3 separate regions of the Gossypium hirsutum genome follow, and all the other regions are linked to region 1. Evidence: chromatin contacts called from public Hi-C data. All regions are on one chromosome and are shown on one strand. The core of a region is the stretch at or near the end of the contact, and the rest is flanking DNA. Distances in the headings are between cores, read along the strand shown. Region 1 holds the start of LOC107951758 (protein RGF1 INDUCIBLE TRANSCRIPTION FACTOR 1). Region 2 has its middle 31 kb from the start of LOC121211498. Region 3 holds the start of LOC107951756.

What was found. Hi-C and Micro-C count contacts between places; a contact is called where the count stands out from the background.
Region 2: a contact with region 1 is called in a Hi-C map of hypocotyl, with 2.0 times the contacts expected there. The contact joins the enhancer-like site here to the promoter of LOC107951758 in region 1. A contact is called at or near these places in 3 of 34 Hi-C or Micro-C datasets (hypocotyl, leaf and petal).
Region 3: a contact with region 1 is called in a Hi-C map of leaf, with 2.9 times the contacts expected there. The contact joins the promoter of LOC107951756 here to the promoter of LOC107951758 in region 1. A contact is called at or near these places in 13 of 34 Hi-C or Micro-C datasets (callus, fibers, leaf and 2 more).

What each region holds. Positions count from the first base shown.
Region 1 is chrA02:95,381,602-95,384,360 of Gossypium_hirsutum_v2.1, forward strand. It overlaps LOC107951758 (protein RGF1 INDUCIBLE TRANSCRIPTION FACTOR 1), which reads left to right and starts at 1,423. Exons shown (of 4, transcript XM_016886894.2): 1 at 1,423-1,704; 2 at 1,864-2,073; 3 at 2,384-2,599; 4 at 2,686-2,759. The coding sequence starts at 1,642.
Region 2 is chrA02:95,543,452-95,546,175 of Gossypium_hirsutum_v2.1, forward strand. No RefSeq gene overlaps it. Among protein-coding and RNA genes, the nearest start is that of LOC121211498, 31 kb to the right of the region's middle. Within about 2 kb of position 1,465, at least 3 of the 9 cell types and tissues checked have an H3K27ac peak or open chromatin away from gene starts, as enhancers often do. A contact at or near this core is called in hypocotyl and leaf, where this site is marked.
Region 3 is chrA02:95,611,624-95,614,323 of Gossypium_hirsutum_v2.1, forward strand. It overlaps LOC107951756, which reads right to left and starts at 1,436. Exons shown (of 5, transcript XM_016886893.2): 1 at 775-1,436. The coding sequence starts at 1,173.

The DNA of each region.
Region 1 (2,759 bases), core at 173-2,672:
GTAATTTAGAAAAATATATTAAAATAAAAAATACATTGCAAAAAATTATTTATATGGAAATTTTGAATAAATAAAATTGCAAATAAATGGTTCTTCAAGGCTCAAAGAGACAACCTCAAGTGTCATATTAAGGGTACACCAAAGTGTTGGAGTTTGTAATTTTATATTTGAATTTTATGATCTCTAGGTTTTTGGATGCGTGAAGCTAGTATTCCATATGCATAGCTTTGTTAAATAATTTGTGTTGCCTTTGGTCATTTTCTTAATTTATTATATTAATTATTTAGAATAAAAGATAGAAGTAATACGATTTAAATTTGTGTTAAATAAGTGTTTAATAAAAATTTTAAACACCATTTAATACAAATTAAATAATTTTAAAATATTTGTCGGATGAGTTAATGTATTAAAATCAATTTAAGGTGGGAAGAGACTATGCTATCAATTTTATAAAAATTTAAAAATAGTACAATAATTAGTAAGTATTTAGTACATTAATAAAGCATATCACATTCTTAAAAAAAATTTAAAATTAACTAAAAATTTCAAAAACCATAAAATAAACATAAAAATTATGTTCAGTATTTCCAATTGTTAAAATGTTAATATATACTCAACCAATTTTCATAACAATCCACCCACTACACTGACATATAACTCTGAAATATAAGCTTTTTTAAAAAAATAAAAATAAATTTTAATTGTGAACCCTTTATTATAGATGAAAAGGTAAAAAATCAATACCTTGAAATTATCGTCCTACTACCCTGAATTTTATGATGGAATTTGCATCTACTTTGGACGAAAATTATTTAGCTTTTTTTTGCTTTTCAAATTATTCTCTCATAAAATCATTTATTTGAAATTTAATGATTTATCTTTTAAAACATAAAAAATAAGAATATTTAAAACCTAGGCTAGTTGTAGTAGTAAAACATAGGAGTTTTTCAGGCCAGAAAAGATTTAATATGATAATATTCCCTTGCATTTGCATGCACCAACAACTCATCATCTTCAAGAGCATTCTAAAGAGAAATCTTTGTATTTATATGATCCTTCAGCATTTGAGGTGGCAAATTCCAAAGCCCTAACTTTTACTTCACCATGCAATTTAAGTAAATAAGTTTTAACACATGGCGTTTTCACCCTCCTTGCATTCTAGCTGATTCATTACTCCTTCCACGTGTCCACATCTTGGCCTTCCAAATGTCTAATCATAATGAGCCATCTATCAGGGTTCCCAATTGCCAGCCTCAACCTATTCTGTCCAAGTAAATTTATATGAATTTTTAAAATAAGAAAACCATTTTTTAATATCGAGAAAATAAATTTTTTTAAATGAAAATTTAAGAGGGTCATGAAGTTTCTTGAAATAAACGCATCTAATAATAAATATATTTTTATTTATTTAATATTACTTTTGGGTTAGGTTCGGATTGAGGTTCGGTTGAAGACTTTTAAGCCAAAGATAAGCACCTTCGATGCCCCCATCCACCACCCACCACTACAAAGGAACCCCACTTGTTTTCTTTCTTCTTCTCACCCCTTCTTTTTTCCCTAGAAAAATTTTAAAAAGTTTTTCCAAGAAAGTTTCTCCCTTTTTTTTTTTCCTATTCTTCTTTCTCCCAGAACTGGCTCCAAATGATCAATATTGATCAAGAAACAACGGTTAGAGAAATCAAACCAAAAAGCAGAAGAATCATGGTTAGCCCTTCAACCACCTTGTTCAGTTATATATATCTATCTTCCTCAATTATTACTTTCTTTTTCTTGGTTTTATATTAGTATTTGGTTGTAAAAGGATACTGTCATTGAGATGATGTGATGATATTTTTTTTTGGGGGGGGAGGGGGTATAATTCAGGGAGGAGGTGGTCCGGATTATGATGATGATAAAGAGGAAGTGAAGTGGCCGCCATGGCTGAGACCACTGCTACAAACAAGCTTTTTTGTTCAATGCAAACTCCATGCTGACGCTCATAAGAGTGAATGCAATATGTATTGCTTGGATTGCATGAACGGTGCTCTTTGTTCTCTTTGCCTTGCTTATCACAAAGACCATAGAGCTATTCAGGTACCATAAGTAGTTGGATTTTTTTCCCATTTCTGGGCTATTCATACACAAATATTCCATTATCATGAAGTTATCCTTGTTTGATCATAGGCACAAAATTATATGAATGTACATTGATTTCAGCAATGTCATGTGCCTTTTTCTTTGGGTGATTGACAAAAGGGCAACAGGCAATTAATTTGTTTTTTTAATCTCCCTTCTTCTTTTTTTCAATAGTCAAAATAGCTTAAAACTATTTAGAACAGCAATAGGACATTGTTGACCAAATTTTTTGTGCTAAAATTTGGGGATGGGTTATTGTTTGATGCAGATAAGGAGATCTTCATACCATGATGTGATAAGGGTTTCTGAGATTCAGAAATTCGTAGACATAACAGGGATTCAAACATATATTATAAACAGTGCGAGGATTGTGTTCTTGAATGAAAGGCCTCAGCCTAGGCCTGGCAAAGGTGTCACCAATACTTGCCAAGTCTGCGAGCGCAGCCTCCTTGATTCCTTCAGCTTCTGTTCTCTTGGTTGCAAGGTAATTCATTCATCTGCATTTACTATAATTCCTCCAATCTTTGGCCCCTTTAAATTTTTTTTATGGTTGTAATTAAACCATTTTAGATTGTTGGGACATCAAAGAACTTCATCAGGAAAAGGAAAATGTGCAAGGAAACAGACGGGTCGGATGCTGAGTC
Region 2 (2,724 bases), core at 215-2,714, 160 kb after region 1:
ATTTTCAAATTAATATATGTAAATTTATTTCTAATAAAATATCATTAATAGAAATGACATTATTAATGAAAATAAATACGAAAATATGAAAATTGGCAACAAATTATACCAACACTTTTTTTTGGGGGGGCGGGGGGGTTGAAAAGAAAATCCAAACTATTAAAAAAAGATGAGTTGCGAAAAGTGTGACTTGTACAAATGGTTTCATCTGTCTTGTTCATATCTTGTCCAAATTGGAATTGAATTTCTTTTTAAAAGACACTTTACAATTGGAATTCTGTACTTTCCACTTGGAAAGTGATAAAACTTTGGATTGTTTTGAAATTCCATAATCATATAAATATGCTCCTCTGAATGTAAAGAAAGGTATATATGATCAGTAAGAATAAGGTAGAAGGTATATTCATATAACTTATATATTTTCATCCATTCAAAAGTTTCAATTTATAAATTAGGGTTATTATTTTATACATTGCAGTGAAGCTTTTTAATTGTACAATTAAACTTTAAGAAATTGTACAATATTTTTAATTGATATTTAAAAAATAAATCTAAATAAATAAGGCACATAGGCAATTTATTAAGCCCACTTGTAGAGTAAAAAAACTTCACCACCAATATTAAAATGATAGAGTGAGAATAGAGATAAAAAGAAAATAGAAGAAAAAGGTAATAGTGGGGAAATTTTTAGAAAAATAAAGAAATAAGATAGATATAGCATTCTTATATTGAATAAGTTAGAATTGAGATTACCACCAAAAAGAGAAAATTAAAATTTATCAAGCTTGACATTTCTCTTTTTACTATGTTTACATATATTTGTATCCGACTTAAGTTTTTTATAAAAAAAATATTTTTTTTATTTTTGGAATAAAGTTAATTTCAATATATCTCAATATATCAAATAATAATAATAATTAAAGAAAAAATTAATAATTTTTTTATGAAAACAAAACTTATCAAATAATACTACGACTTTTTTTCTTTTTTGGTCTCTAAATGCTACTTGAACAAAATTGCATTATGAATTTATCTATTTATAGTAGTAAATCTTAGTTTTAATTAATATATAATTAAATGATAATCAATCTAAATAAATAAGTATAATTAAGTGATAATTATTGTAACAAAAATTTATAAATAAAACAAAGACAATTAAAATTATTTTATATATTATATAAAATAGACTGATAAAGAGAAAACAAAAACATAAAGATGAGAAAAGGAAAGGGAAGAATTATTCTTAATAGTTGCTTCTTATCCTTAACAACAGGAGTCTCAATGTTTTTGGACCCATCAGTCAGTTTTAGTTGCATCTTTTTCTCTCACATAATATATGCTTTCTCTTTTCTTGCCCTTAAACCTATCTATCTCTTATATTATATTTTCTTATAGTATATCCGTGTTCTGTAACGTTATTTTTCTTTTTATTAAAGTAATTTGGTCCACTTGCTCCACCATCAAAGGTAAGATAGGGTGGGAAGTGGGACCCACCATTGATGAACCCTGCCTAAATGTCGATATATATGTCCCTTTCTTCATTTGACAAATTTAGTGAGAATAATAATAATAAACTTTTGTATTTAATAACTCTCTGTTAGGTTACCGACTTCACCAACTAATTAATTGTATGGTTATATATGTTAATCATTTTACGCACAAATTTGTTTTCTTTCTTATTTTCCAACGGCCCACAATCTAACTTGGAGGCATTCAATTGGAATCCTAAAATATGTGATGAGTTTGCAATGTTAAGGAACATAATTTTGTTTTATGAATTTATTCAACTTTAAATACAACACAAACTATAATGCACGTGTTTAATTTGCGTATGAAGCATTGATTTTTACAAGGGTAAATGTCAATCATTTTTTAACCTTCTTTCTCTTTTGGTCATTCACATTTATAAATTTTTATTTTAGTTATCAAATTTTAATATTTTGGCCTCTTTCGTTAAATCACTAATGGTGTTCTTTTTAAAATTGGCATAGTAATAAATTTAACCTTCTAATATTTACAGATTTTATCAATTTAATCTTAATTTTTAATTTTAAAAAATATTTAAAATTCCTTTTTTTTAAAAATACTTACAAAATTATAAATATAAATAAATATCTATTTTCCTCATTTTTAACATGAAATAATAATTTTATAAATAAATATTTAATGGGAAAAAGGTCATGAAGAAAACTTATGCAAATTCAACATTTCCCTTTTTCTCAATATTAACAATCATCATGTTCTGTTTGGGTCAAAAACTACAACCTAAGGTCGAAAAAGATGAGAATCGATGTCTTTAAGTTGTTGCCAAGAACAAGCTTGTTGAGTTTGAGGTTGAGGTTGTGCTTGAGGGCGTTCATGTTGGGGATATATAGGTGAGGATGAGGTCTTGGAGACTTAGTAGGTGGAAGGCCATGCCAACAACTCCACAACTAATTCCTAATTTGATGGTAATAATGGAGGATGTGGAAATCAAGGAGTTTGGAGTAACAGATATTGGTGTCGATCATTGTGGACGAAGGTAGTGCTCAGCGCTTGGTAAATTTGACAAAGACTATGGAGCAAAGGTAGATGTAGAATAAAATTTATTATTCATAAAATAAACTAAAAAGAGAAAAAGTTTGAATTTGATTCAAGTCTTGTTCATGGTTTTTTCTTGAAAAATATTTTATTTATAAAAGTATTATGTTAATAAATAAAATTTAGGTTAGAAAAAGAGAAAAG
Region 3 (2,700 bases), core at 186-2,685, 230 kb after region 1:
CCAGTTATTTCTTTAAATAATCCATTTCATAACTCAACTTCTTGTAATTGCCTTCTAAGTAAAGCAACAAAAGCACAAACCAGTAAGAACACCTTGATAGACACAGCAGATTACTATTCAAGATGAAGAATGGAAACAGTTCTTTAACCCCTAGCCAAAATTTTTACAGGTTCCCAAAAATAGAGCCAAAATTGACCAATCTTTTCATTAATAAGTAAGGTTCTACTTTATTTTTATGCTTAGGTTCTACTTTATTTTTATGCTTACTAGATGCTAGTTGTTTCTAAGGTAAAGGTAAGAAAATGCAACCAAAATCCTAAACGAGGCATAACATCTCTTCATTAAATTTTTGCGTCACAAAATGCATAATCGCATTTCTATACAGAACAATTATGTTTCAATGTGTACAATATTTTAGCTATTAGTATAATTTTAACAAACATGATAATGCTTTTAACCAGCTTTAAGAAAATCAAAAGGAAAATTGTAAAAAACAAGTGCCCGAACAAAGTACCAAAGCCTTAATGATTTAAAAGCAACAAGAAAAATGTAGGATTGAAAGGAACAAAAGAAAATATATCAGCCAAACTCCATTTTCCTCTCTAAGAAACGAAATAGAAATGTACTACATTACAAGGCTTATATCCTTAACATCAATTCTCTTTTCCCTATACTTTACTAAAAAAGACATTGAAAAAACACAAATTTAACATTTAAGTATAAATTCAAAACACCAAGAGATAACATATAAACAAGAATGGTTAAGAAATATACCATGGCTTGACCAAGGCCAAGAACATCCCATCTGTCAGGCAAAACACAAAACGACCGAGCACCTTCTTCTTCATCATCGACTTCCTCCTCATCTTCTTCACTCTCAAATTCATCTCCATTGCTACTGCTACAGCTACAACTCCCTCTAGAACCACAAGGAGAAGAAACACAAAAGAACCCACCTTTCTGTTTCCCCATTGAACCAGAAGTCACCCTCCCTTTACCTCTGAAATCACCCAGAAACCCCAACTCTCTTATAATCCTCCCACTCCCATAACTTCGTTTGTGGTGATATAGAGAAGAAAATAAAGGAGAATAGAAGCGGTATAGAGAGAAAATTGAAGAGGAAAAAAGGGAGTTAATTTGTGGAGGAGATGAAATAGAAGTAAGGAAGGACATAGTTGAAAGTAGTTTAAACACTTGGTTTTTATTATTAACTAAAATGGGAATCTATTAGGGAAGGAAGAGCCGTCTGGGAATCGGGTTTTCTTAGTTTAGGATGGAGAATTGGAAGCAGAAGACATCCCCATCCACAAAGATTTTGGTGAATGTTTAAGAGAGAGGCTCCAAGTCGCTGCTTCTGTTGGTGTGTTGAGGATAAAATGGAAGGATGTTTTCTTTTTTCTTTTTTCTTTTCTCCATTTATTATTTTATTTTATGAGTTCCCAGATTTGGTTACGTGGACGTTTACTTTTACATATATTCGGTAAAATTGCATCTATAACAATTATTTCTCAAATTTAAGTAATTGAAAAATAAGAATATTATACAATATTAACAATTAATTTAAGTAATTGCATTTTTTTTATAAATTGAATTTATTATAAATTTACAAAAAGAATTTCAAAATTAATAATCTGAAAATTTTTAACAATTTAATGCTTAACATTTTAGAGTCAATTTTAAAAATTCTAATAGGAGAATAACAAATCAAATCTTTTACGTGATCTTTTAACATCAATTAACTTTTCCGTTTACTCCAAAAAAAATTGGGATCAAATATTAATAGAAAAAATAAATTAATCTAATTAAAACATATCATACACAGTTTCCACTCATTATTTCACATCATATATATATATATATATTAAATACACATTTTTTGTTATTCAGTGATTTAATGATAAAGTATCTTTATATTCTATAGTCCCATTTAAGTTTCCAGCCAATTATAAATAGTGAACATACCTAGAGGTCAGCGTCCACATTTACTCAAACAATATATTTTATGCAGCACATTTTGGCAAATTTTAACAAAAATTCTATTTTTCTGCAATTTTTAATTCAACTATATGACAATAAATATCTTCTCTAACGTTCAAGGTTTTCTTTTTTTCCGAATTTCTTTGTTGAATTCGCATGCATGCCATTAGTATTCCAATAAACCCGATTTAAAAAAAAAAACTTTTGTAGAATAAGGAGATTGTTGACATCTTAAAAATCAAAGATAAACATTTGATGATATGTTGTTTTCTCTGATTTCAAATTGCTCAAGCTTAAAAAACAAATGAATCTCCATCTATAGTAAAAATAAGGGTAAAGTAAACTTACAATCACCCAACTTTAATTAAAATAATAAAATAATTATTAAATTTTAAAAATTATAATTCAGTCACTAAACTTAAAAAAAATTAGTAACACAAATGCTCTATTGTAGTTTTCCTCTCAAAGTTATGAAAGGATATGTGCTGATGGATGAGAATATGCAATCTATTTTCCTAGTACTAGTGTTCGTTTGTAAGATGAACCTCATGCATAAAAAAGGAAATGTTCCAATGCCTAACGGGAATTTCTTCAAACAGCTTACCTGCGTCAAAAGTTATTCACTCACGACTCACATTTTTAAGTTTGCATGCTTGAGAGTTGAAACGAAGGAAACTATGTAAGGCAAACTGGTACAGGGCTTGCAGGAGGATATTTTGATTT